2 separate regions of the Mus musculus genome follow, and region 1 is linked to region 2. A link is a contact called in public HiChIP or PLAC-seq data. All regions are on one chromosome and are shown on one strand. The core of a region is the stretch at or near the end of the contact, and the rest is flanking DNA. Distances in the headings are between cores, read along the strand shown.

Region 1 (6,234 bases), core at 3,249-5,748, 130 kb before region 2:
GACACTTGTGCCCACCCTCACAACCCTGGCAGCTGTAATTTAGAGGCTGTGAGTCCTGTAATGCTCAACTCTAAGATTGCTGATTAAGAACTCAAGCTTGCTGAGATGGTGGCCCACACCTTTCTAATTCCAGCACCTCGAAGACAGGCAGGCAAATCTCTGTAAATCTGAGGCCAGCCTGGTCTATATAGTTAAGTTCCAGGACATCCTGAGCAGCAGTGAAACCCTGTTCAAAATTTAAAAAACCAAAAACAAAAAACTTAGGGTCAACAAGATGGCCAGTAAAGGCACTCCCCATTCCAAGACTGAGGACAGAAGTTCAATTCCAGAAAACCATGTGGTGAAAAGAAAGCCAATTTTCACAAGTGCCTTCGGCCTAGCTATCACATGGACACTGTGGCACACCCATGTGTGCCCACACACATGCATACTTTTTCAACATACAATAAACTTTATTATTATTATTATAGTATATAATAGAGTTTATTCAGGGCATGGGGAGGGGAGTTAAGAGGGTAGTAGAGGCAGAGAAAGGCAGGGAGAGAGAAAGTAGAGAAGTAGATAGAGGCTAGCCATGAGCACAGGGAGAGAGGGGAAAGGAATGGGGGAGGGGAGCAAGATCAAGAGAAAGCAAGAGAGCAAGAGCTACAGTGAACTTTAATCAAAGAGGCCTTTTCTTTGTTTTTTATTCAGCTTGAAGGTCACCGTTACAGACACTGGTAGAAATTTGAGAACTGTCTTTTTGTTTTTGTTGTTAGACTGACTTGTCCTGCATGTGTAGGTATATATGTGATTGGCCTGCATACATGTATGTGCACACACACTCTGCATTTACATAAGCATGTATGTGGGGCTCTCTGAGAGAAGTATAGAAGCAAATGGGAGGTAATAAAGAGAGATTTACTGGAAGGGCTAGAAAGGCGGGAAATGACTCCAGTCTCTGCAGAGGTAACCCTGTAACAGCGCTGGAGCTGGTGAGCTGGCATGCCAGCAAGGCACCTTTATGACTTACCTCATTTGAACTGAGCCTATATTTCCATTTAATTGCTTCTCTCCTTTTCTTGGGCAATAATTATAAGACTAACTTTTCAAATAAAATAAAATTGCTTCTCTGTTCTACACAGACGGCTATAGAACAGGTCAGAGCACGTTTTCATAGTTATCTTGTTCCAGCCTCGGGCTTCCAGAGCACTGGCTTGAGTTAGGAATACAGTTCTTACCCCAGCACTTGGGCTGACTTCCAGGACAACTCCTGACATGGAGACACCACTCCTTGCCTCAGTTTCCCTGTTTATAGATTAGTAGCTGCTAGTGCTCTCTGTGTAGCCACCCCTCTGTGTGTGAGGGTAAGAGAAATGCGGAATGGGCGTATTCTCATCCAACATGCCGTACCAACACACTGTTTCTAAATGGTCCCTGGTGACTCTCAATATTAACCTAGTTACTAGCTAATAATCTCTGCCATCGGTCCAGGGAGCTGTCAAGGGTGTCATGAGGGAAAGAGCCTCTGTTCCACTGCATGAGACATGAAAGCAAGTATCCTTTTATTCTTTTACTGACTTGGTATTTTGTGGTGACCAATGATAATTGGCCTTCTGCCTACATCCATGAGGACCACAGCCATAGTCTAAGGGGTTATGACTTTGTTGTGACTTTAATTATGAGAAAAGAATTTCTTTACGAGAATAAATTTGCTAGATACTGCCGATTCCTTTCAAGAAATTTCTAAACATTTTAAGATCTACTCTCCAGTTTCTCCTATTCTTCTCTGTGTCTAGGAAGCTGATCCTGCAAATTCTATTGGGGTCCTGTACTCCCCAGCCTTGAGTCCGATCAAGAAGCCCAGGCAGGGAGCTTGGGAGCAAGAAAGCCTGGGCACTTCTCTGCCCCATGGGCACTAAGCTTGTGGCTGGCAGCAGTTCCACCTCCCAGTGGAAAACTGCTTCTTCTGTGGTCCCAGTTCCTGCTGGGTGGTTCCCCTTTGATTCCCCAGCCCCACAGGTGCTACTTGGATGGTCTCCCAGTACTCCATCCTTCCTAACAATGGCAAGGAGCTAGCTAACTAGGTAGGTAGCATAGCATCTGCCTTTCTGTCTGGACCCTTGGGTTGTCCAGGGCTCCTTGATCTCTAAAGAGCAGATACTGCATTTAGAAATATATACAAAATGAATTCCGCAGGCTCATTTCTTCTTGACTGGTAGGTAAGTTCCTCAGAAAGATTATTTTCTTGATCACTGACTTCTGCTTGCATTAAGTTTATGTGGGAATGAAAGGATTTAAGGCGGAACCACAGACGAGGGGTCACTAGACCTTTGTGAGGGGCCTTGAGCCTCATGGGCCTGAGTTTTATCACGCAGAAGGGGGCAAGAGTTTACCTGACCTGCCCACTGCCTGTATGGCTCAAGCATAGGGCACGCAAATATTTTAGAAATAATATATTTATTACTATAAATATATTATTTATATCTGCCACAGTGCTACGAAGGCATTAAAGTTATTATTATAGAAGTTGATTCTGGGGGAAAGGAAAATGCTTTCGTCTCTCCTCAGTCTGACTGATCTTCAGCTTCACCTGTGCTGAACGTCACAGGTCACATGTACAATTCAGTGCCTGGCATAGCACAGTGCGACCCAGCCCCTGTAGTGGTCAACCCAGCCAGTTGCCAACGCCTAGAGGGAGAGGCAACTCACCAATGTCAAGGACCCTCTGCTTGGCAGTGTGCTGCCGGGAGTGCCAGTACTTCCAGTATTTCAGCTGCTCATCTCGGTTTTTGTCTTCACTAAAGACCACCATCACCACACTCTGCAGGAGAGAAAAGCTGCCGTTATCCTCGGCCAACTGACAAGGTTCCCACTTCCGGCAACTCTAACACAACGTGTAGCTTTTATTGTTGAAGAGCCAGGCATGGTGGCTCCTGCCTTTAATCCCAGCACTCTGTAGCCAGAGACAGAAGGATCTGAGTTTGAGGCCAGCTGAGTCTTCAGGGCAGCCAGGGCTTCACAGGGAAACCATAACCTCCTACCCCTAAATCCAGAGACTGCAGCAAGGAAAGGCCTCAGTGGGTTAAGTTGTTTGACACAATCCTGGAGACCTGAGTTAGCTTTTTGTGAGGCATAGGGTGGATGGAAGAGAAGCAACTTCTGAAGTTATCTTCCTTGTAGGTATTTGTGCATGTGTGCAGACACCCACACATACACACACACTGGGAACAGCCTGGATAAAAACGAAACCCTTCGTCATTCCTACCACAGCATCCTGACAACCAGATGAAGCAGCCTTTGGCACAGTTGGTATACTTTGCAGAGTTAGCTCGAAACTGAAAAGCATTTGGCTTACATTGGCAAAAACACATCTGAAACCTGTCTTAAGTCGAATTGGTGCCATTTGTAAAGAAGCAGACATTCATCTCTCGCCTAGGGAAGTGCCTCAGGCTGGAGTGGAACAGGCAATAAGAGAATTGCACAGGAAACACAGACATGGTAGGAGACAAAACTCATATTGATAAACATATTTCAAACGTCAGAGAACTCATAACCCAAAAGTACAAGGGCAGCGCTGCACTCCAGCAAAACATGGCTGTCCTTTACATGAGCTAGAGCAACCAATTCTGTTTCACAGAAATAAGAATCTAAATGTTGGGCTGGAGAGGTGGCTCAGGGGTTAAGAGCACTGATTGCTCTTCCAGAGGTCCTGAGTTCAAGTCCCAGCAACCACATGGTGGCTCACACCCATCTGTAATGAGATCTGATGCCCTCTTCTGGTGTGTCTGAAGACAGCTACAGAAGACAGCTACAGTGTACTTACATATGATAAATAAATCAAAAAAAAAAAGTACTTTTATAAAATAAATAAATCTTTAAAAAAAATAGAATCTAAACCTCACTGCAGTTCTAAATTTCAAACAGACATCATTTGCATAAATTTACATATGTTGGCTGTCCTTCTGGAAGGCAGGCTGCCACGACCCTGCCGCAGACTCCAGAATTACTCCAGGATTTCAGATATGAGGTGCCTTACCTGGTTCAGATCACATTTCCAGAAAAACGGAACAAAAGAAGATAAAACTTCCATACTGACCAGTTATTTCATGGTTTTGGTTTGTTTTTGGGTTTGTTGTTGTTGTTGTTGTTTTTGCTCTCTGTGTGTGTGTGTGTGTGTGTGTGTGTGTGTGTGTGTGTGTGTGTGTGTGTGTGAGAGAGAGAGAGAGAGAGAGAGAGAGAGAGAGAGAGAGAGAGAGAGAGTTTTCCAGAAAATTGTTTAACAACCCTGGCTGTACTGGAATTCATCTTATTCACAAGGCTAGTCAGTCTCAAGCTTTCAGATACCTGCTGACCTCTGCCTCCCCACTGCTGGGATTAAAGACATGCATCACCACACCCAGTCACCACACCCAGTTTTACATTTCCATATTAAAAGACTTTCATGATCCCACCAAAGTGGAATCATTGGGAAAGTCCCAACAGATGTCACTTACATGGCTGCCACCTTTTCAGAGCAATGGCTGCATGGAGCTCGTATACATATGATTAAACTGTATCCCACCTGTTCCCCCCAGATAACCATGTCTGGATTAAGACCCAAGGAGAAAGCCCTCTGCTTTTCATCCCTCCAGGAGGCTCCACAGAGCACTGTTCCTAGTTGTGCTTGGTTTTCTTGGTGGTGCTGGGGGTAGAACCCAAAGTCTCACATGGATTAGGACTAGAGACCCCCTAGGCAAACACCATGCACCATGCAGCCCATCCTCATGCTAAAAGAGTTAGTCAGGAAGCTGGCAGCCTGGGACCTACCCCAGCAATCCCGCCCATCTTAGTTACCCCACTTATTAGCTTCTGAAAGCCAAGTTTTCTTATGTATAGTACTGTAATAGAACAATGTGCTTCATCATCATCATCAATTATTATTATTATTATTATTATTATTATTATTATTATTATTATTAAAATGGGTTGTGGTTTAGTTTCAGTAAGTTATTAGGCATCCAGTGCCTAGTGCAATCCCTGATACAAAGAAGACATCATTGCTGTGTGACTTGATGCAATGCATTCTTGTTGATACAGTAGGCCCTCCACCATAGTTCTGGCCACAGGGTTGGAACAGGTTGCTGTCCCTCATGGTGAACAGTACCCTGGGTACCTTTTGATCGCCAATGGGCTCACCTTGCTTGGGAACTTACTTGGCCCATATGTGGTAGGGGCACTGTGCTCTGGACATATATGGTTGGGGCACTGGGCTCTGGACATGCCACGGTTCCCTACTTCTCAAGCTGAAACGCTTAGTAGGACACATCTACAGACAGAATCTGACGGGCTGGGGACCACAGGTACAGTGGCAGGGAGCAGTTTATAAGAGAGCAGGAAAATCTATATTGCAACGAAGCAGGAAAGTCTTCCAAGCCTTTTCTAACCCCTGCTGTAAGGTTTGGTTTTTTTTTGTTTTTTGGTTTTTTTTTTAAGTGGAGATGGACTACCTATCAGCTCCCTGTTGGCAGTAGCGAGCATGCCAGTCTGGCATGCATCCAAAGCAGACAGACAGTGACAACTCATGTCATTTCCCACACAAGAGATTAATACTCGTGAATCTGAAATCCCTCCAAGCTGCCGCTGTGGGAATCGTACCTCCTCGCCTTTTGAATCCTGAATAAGCCAGGGGCTGCAGAAGGCTTTGTAAGGGTTATAAATGGTCCAAGACTCGGCAGAAAGTACTCTCTGCTACTCGTTACTCACAAACATACCCTGATCTACTACAGATCAGCTGAAAACCGCACAGCCTACAAGCCATGAAAGAGGTGAGGGGGGATTCCTTGGTGCAGGGAACGCAAGTTCAGACAAGTCGCTCCCCCGAGCTTTATTGGTTACTGATTAAAATGATAAACTACGAGCAATAAATAGGCTCTCTTGAACGAGACTTTCTGAGTTATTTATTTTGGACTTTTTCTCCATGCCATTCCACGGGTATGTTGGGGAGCAACCCCACCCCCTGACCACCCTGGAGTTCTATTTTGAGAAATGTGGCGCATACCCTGACTTTGCTGATGGGGTGTCGGAAGCATTTGTTGTCTCCAGTCTCACTGAGTGTTATGGCATAGAATTGTCCTTTGTTGAGGTAGGTCATGGGGCCCTCCCCCTGCTTCTGACGGAGAGATTTGGTGGCTTCCAGGGTGTACTGAAATGTACCACTGTGAAGAGGAAACACAAAGCGGTCAGTTCACTAACTGGACATTTTTCCCTTCCTGG
Region 2 (6,005 bases), core at 1,314-3,813:
CTCCAGCATAGGGAACCTTGCCTTGCTCCAGACATCCAAAGAGCCAATGATTGGGAAACGAAGCAGAACATAGGTGAGCTTGAGAAACCTGATAGCCCAATTAGTGCCCTTCCACTGGGTCAGCTTGACACATAGAAGATGACGGAATCTGCAACCAAGTCTGGGGCAGCCTGGGCACCAGCTCCCCGCTCCATATTTAATTCAAGAACAATAAACACGTGGGTCCTTTCCAGTCCCCATAGTCATTTATCTCTCCGTCTCAAGCACTTCCAAGTGTTACGGGTTCCCTGTCCCCATAGTGAGAATGATCTTGCTGGGCTAGCATGGAGCGAAGGAAGAGCTCCAGACTTGCCACACGAGGGATGAGGGGAAGAGGAACGTGAAGACAAGAGCCATCTCTTTGCCCTCTTTAGATAACATCTGAGCTCACCGTTGCCCCTGCAGTTTCATTCCCACTCCCAGAGCGTGAGGCTTAACAGCCTTCCCGGGCCCAGTCTTTTCCTGGTCTTGGCTCTTCCCTGCAGGCACCTTCTCCCTGGACTCAGACCTCCTGCTCCCGGAGTTCCCGCCCTTCCCACCTCTATCTGCCACTCAGAACTGAGCTCAGCTCCTCCCCTATGCGTCAGCTGCCAGAGGTCCCCTTCTTTCCTCCTTCTCTTCCTGTTTTCACTGTATGCGCTGACAATCCTGTAGATGAAGTGTGAGTCTCATCCCCGTCCATCGTTCTTCAGCTTCCTAGAAAACAGAAGGCTTTATGAAGCGTTCACTTTCTCCCTCCAGACTGGATACTATGCCTCCCTCCAATTACGGGAGGGTGGGTACTGCCAGAGGATCCTTGTGGGAAACCAAATGACTCAGCAACTCTCCTTGGAGAGCGATAGAGGGTCACATCCTAAAGGGTTAGCCTGATGGGAAAAGGCAAAGGAAAGGGGCTCATAGGACTGAAGAAACCGCCACCTGCCCAGAGGTGTGGGTCTAATTTGGGCAGGGATAAGGTAAAAAGAATAGGGAATCTATCCCTCTTCCTAAAACAGGAGATGGCCAGATGATGGCCGATCCAAAGAAGAGGACAGTTGCAGCTTCCTGGTGCTGCTTGGATATTGTCTTCTTACAAAATGGTTCAAGCTGTCAAAACAATCACATCAATGTATTTCTCTCTCTCTTTTAGATTTGTTTTGTTTGTTTGTTTGCTTGTTTTTGAGACAGGGTTACAGGTTTGAGACAGGTTGTTTTGAGACAAGGTCTGGCATTAAAAGCATCTGCCACCATGCCTAGTATAGCCATATATTTAGACTTGAAAAAGATGTAGTAGCTATATGATTTAAAAAGGGAGCCTGAAGTTGAGTGGTCTTTAATCCCAGTACTTGGGAGGCAGAGGCAGGCAGCCTGTGCACATAGTGAATTCCAAGCAAAGCTACACAGAAAAACCCTGTTTTGAAAATAACCAGGAAGAGGAGGAGGAAGAGGAGGAGGAAAGAAGGGGACCGCTGGCAGCTGATGCGTAGGGGAGGAGCTGAGCTCAGTTCTGAGTGGCAGATAGAGGTAGGAAGGGCAGGAACTCCCCAGGAGCAGGTCTGAGCTGAGGGAGAAGGTGCCTGCAGGGAAGACCAAGCCCAGGGCCTGTGCTTGCCTATGTCTCTAAAGCTTCAAGGGCATTCCACTACTGTGCCCTCTTTTTGTCTAGATTCCTGTGACATCTCACATCTTTGTTTCAAGAGATCCAATACTTCCTTCTTTGACCATAAATGACTTCTTTAATCACCATGCAGCCTATACTATGGAGTGAGACCTGTCAGAAAGATAGTGAGACAGAGAGACACAGACAGAGAGTGATCACCTAGCTGAGAAAATGAATTAGGCTTCCCATAAAGCCCAAGTCAAGAACTGCTGCACGCTTGGGCACAGCCAGGTTGGCAGTCTGTCCCCACTGGAGGTGTACTGGCCAGGAACAGTAGTCAAGTGTAACGCAGCTGCCCGGGTTCTCCAAGGAGCCCGTGGGACTAGCCCTTGGCCCAGGCCTGCTATTCTTGGCCTCTCCAGTGCATGTCCTCTGCGTCCCTGGCTTCCCTCCTGCAAGTACCAAAGGTTTTACTAGGAACTACAGGGAGCAATGACCCTGAACTTCATCTTTGTAAACGTTCCCAAAATTATCTTAATGAGGATTCCCTTCCAGGTGCCAGGGAGTTCTGGCAGGGGAGCTGTCTTGTGGCTCTTCATCCCCCCCCCAACCCCCACCCCTGCCCCCTCGCAGAGGCCCAGCAGGGAAGTGGCTTTGCTCAGAGACCTCCTGGGAGGACGTCAACAAGAACTTTGTGTTCTTGTGGTGCTGACCTGTCTGGCAAGTGGAGGGTTGAAAAGAATACAGGTGACAGAGGTGGAGGATTTGTCACCAGGTCGTGCTGTCCGGTCGTGCCCCTGCTCCAGCCTCACCCACCCCACCCCAGGCGCAAGTGTGCCCCCCCCAACTGTAAGTGTGACACCCCTCCCCACAGTGGCGAGCCGTCACACTCCCCTGCACCTGCTGGCTGCCTGAGTGTTCTATTGTTATAAACATTCCTCCAGGTCAGTCTTCCAATCTGGCTAGAGAGACCATGGAAGGACTTGTGGCTGTGAAGGCTGCATTCTAGTTAAGTTAAACATTGGCCTTTTGTTGGTGGGTAATTAGCTTGATAGCAGTAAGTAGCCCCTTTAGGAATTGGAGAGGGGGGACGATGGGAGGGATTCCCCACCCACAGAGGAACAAAGTTAATTATCAAAATCTTGAGGGCTGAAAAGAAAGTTTCTGCACTGGGCAAGCACAAGGACTCTGGTTTGATTCCCCAGTTCCCTGTAAACATCTAGGCATGGAGCTGAGATGTGGGCTGGAGCAGGGACAAAAGGATCCCTGGAGCTCACTAGCCAGCCAGGCTACCAAATCAGCAGATAGACCTGTCTCAAAAGCTAAGGTGGAAAGGAGCTGTTGCGTTGTTAGGTGATTAGTGCTGTCTGGCCTGGCAACCTGAGTTGGATCTCTGGGACCTGTGTGGTGGAAGGAGAGACCAGCCACTGAACATTTTCTCTGACTTCCATGCATGCTATGACATGCACACACATATGTAACAATTGAGTTAAAGAAAATTAAACTAAATAAAGTGGAGAAAAATTGAGGAAGATAACCACTGTTAACCTTTCCTGTGTGAAAACACACTCACAAACAGATTTAAAGAAAACACATAATGAGCTCCTTGTACTAAACCTCTTGCTATACTCTTTCTCTCCCTCTCATGGTCCCTGTTCTGGCTGGCTTTGTGTGTCAACTTCCTTGATGATGAACAGCACTATGGAAGTGTAAGCTGAATAAACCCTTTCCTCCCCAACTTGCTTCTTGGTCATGATGTTTGTGCAGGAATAGAAACCCTGACTAAGACAAATTGGTACCAGGAGTGGGGTATTCCTGTAACAACCTGACCATGTTTTGGGGAGGACTGTGGAAGGACTTTAGAACTTTGAGCTAGACGATCCATTCAGTATTAAGAGTTCTGTGGGATGTTGTGTAGGAGCTTGGAAGATAATGTTGAGAACAGTGCAGAAGATGGAGGCCTGGCTTGTGAATTTTCAGAGGGAAGATTAAAGACTCTTTTCAGGGCCATTGCTATTTTGTGAAGATTCTGTGGTTCTGGTTAGCTGGGGCTGAAGAATCAGCTGTGATTAAAAAGATACCAGAACTACTAAAGCAAAAACTTTACATTACTGGGACTATTGATGCTGGTTAGCTGGAGCTAAGAAATTAGCGGTGATTAAGAAGCGACCAGCATCATTGAGGTGACATCTTCTAGGAAGTGTTTTCTGAGAGCATAGAGGCGTTCCAGAGATAGCCAAGGTTGTACCTTGGTAATGTGTAAGAGTTATCACCCAGGTGGTACTGGTTTTGAAGGCATGAAGGGGTCATGCAGAGCAGCTGAGGCTCGGCACTCTGAGAGGCCATGGAAGGCCATTGGTGAAGGTGCAACCTCAGTTGCAATTGATGGCCCAGGACAGAAGGGATCATGCAAAGGAGTTGAGGTTTGGCACCATGAAGAGAGCCTATGAGAGGCTGTTGGTGAAGCCTAGTTACAGCGGAAGATAGCAGTGTTTGGAGATGCCAGTGCCATGAGAGGACCACCAAGAACAGCAGCAGCAGTGGAGTATAGGCAGCTGGAGCATAGAAGACAAGATGTGTGCTACAAAGGGCATGGCTGGAGAAGTGACCCAAGCCCTTGGAGGAGCCCAGAAGATCATGAGTGGATCCCAGACACTGGACAATTGGAGTTTGATTTTTGCTTTTGATTGTGACTGTGCCCTGATATTTTTCCCTCTTGAAGGAAGAAAGTATTTTAGTGGAGCCCACAGTTAAGAGACTTTGAATTTTAAAAGATATTGGACATTTTAAAGGGATTGAACTTTAATATACAAGACTGTGGTACTTTTAAAATTATTTAGATCTTGGGGAGGAATAAGAATGTAAGGGTTGAGGCTTAATAGTGATGTGTTTGTGTGTCAAGTTGACAAGGGGTCAATTGTACTGGCTGGTTTTGTGTGTCAACTTGACACAGGCTGGAGTTATCACAGAGAAAGGAACTTCAGTTGGGGAAATGCCTCCATGATATCCAGCTGTAAGGCATTTTCTCAATTAGTGATCAAGGTGGGGAGGTCCCCTTGTGGGTGGGACCATCCCTGGGCAGGTAGTCTTGGGTTTAATAAGAGAGCAAGCTGAGCAAGCCAGAAGAAGCAAGCCAGTAAGTAACATCCCTCCATGGCCTCTGCATCAGCTCCTTGCTTTCTGACCTGCTCGAGTTCCAGTCTTGACTTCCTTGATGATGAACAGCAGTATGGATGTGTAAGCCAAATAAACCCTTTCCTCCCCAACTTGCTTCTTAGTCATAATGTTTGTGCAGGAATAGAAACCCTGACTAAGACAGTCCCCATTCTAGTTTGTGGGATTTTTTTTGTTTGCTTGCTTGCTTGCTTTTTCACAGACAAGGATTTTCTCTGTAGCCTTGACTGTCCTGGAACTTACTATAGAAAAGGGTAGCCTTGAACTCAGATATCTGCCTGCCTCTGCCTCCCAAGTGCCTGTCTAGTTTTGTGGTCTATATAATCACATATGCAAATAGCCACAGCTATGATATGTGCAACCTCTGCTAAGCTGTGAGCAAGCTCAAGGCAGTTAATGTCCTACTGTAAGATATTAATTACTAGGGACAAAGGTGCTGCTTAGTCAAACTAGGCTCTTAATGGCCAGGGGAGGATCTAGAGTTGTCCATGGGAATCCTTGGAAGGTCACAAAAAGGCACCATGAAGGGTGTTAAGGTCACATGCACCCCAGGATATACAGCAGAGAAATCAAAGACATTGACTGGGCCTCACTGCCTCTTCCCTTTTAGACACATGCGTCAAAACAATTTCCTCCAGAAGCCATTGTAATTCTCCAGACTCTATTAGGCAATCTGCTATACACCTGCATAGCATTTGTCTGCTTTCCTGAGACTAAGATGTTCTGCATCAAGGCCTCAGCCAGGCTCTAGCAGGTTCTCTAGAAAGACTGAATGAGCAAATGTTCTTTCCTTTTCAAATTAATTTTATAGGTCAGTGTACAAAACAGTGGGTTTCATTATGGTATCTTTCCACTCACACACCTTAGTTTGTGCTATTCTGCTCCCCTCCCCCGCCGTTCCCCTCCTGTGCTGCTGTCTCCGCTCCCCCCCCCTCCCTGCCACTCTGTTTGGTTCCTTCTTCCCTTCGTTAGTTCTTCCCTCCTGCATATGTATTTCTTTATTTTGACTTTATGTGCATGGCTATGAACTGTTGGTGTCAGCTGCTGTCCACAGCTGGTTCCACATTCTTCTGTTTCCTGCTTCCCTTAGGATCGATTCCTTCCCTTGCCTGGTCCCTTCTCTAGTTTTGTGAACTACAAACACACACACATAAATGCGTATACTGCATTTACACACACAATTTTAAATCTAGTTTCTGCATATTAGAGAAAA

Evidence for each region. HiChIP or PLAC-seq counts read pairs in DNA pulled down with a chosen protein or histone mark.
Region 1: an H3K27ac HiChIP or PLAC-seq map of embryonic stem cells shows a contact between it and region 2, with 8 read pairs. The contact joins two enhancer-like sites. A contact is called at or near these places in 3 of 115 datasets of contacts at active chromatin or transcription factors (all in embryonic stem cells) and 4 of 9 other capture datasets (adipose tissue, embryonic stem cells, liver and 1 more).

Annotation. Positions count from the first base shown.
Region 1 is chr15:37,288,130-37,294,363 of GRCm38.p6, reverse strand. Grhl2 (grainyhead like transcription factor 2) reads right to left here. Exons shown (of 16, transcript NM_026496.4): 6 at 6,020-6,176; 7 at 2,692-2,803. Among named protein-coding and RNA genes, the nearest start is that of Gm16136, 58 kb to the right of the region's middle. Within about 2 kb of position 4,498, at least 4 of the 459 cell types and tissues checked have an H3K27ac peak or open chromatin away from gene starts, as enhancers often do. A contact at or near this core is called in embryonic stem cells, where this site is marked.
Region 2 is chr15:37,160,934-37,166,938 of GRCm38.p6, reverse strand. The region is part of intron 1 of Gm41302 (a long non-coding RNA gene); the gene reads left to right. Gm34820 (a long non-coding RNA gene) reads right to left here. Exons shown (of 3, transcript XR_383949.3): 3 at 1-735. Among named protein-coding and RNA genes, the nearest start is that of Gm41302, 4.4 kb to the left of the region's middle. Within about 2 kb of position 2,563, at least 11 of the 459 cell types and tissues checked have an H3K27ac peak or open chromatin away from gene starts, as enhancers often do. A contact at or near this core is called in embryonic stem cells, where this site is marked.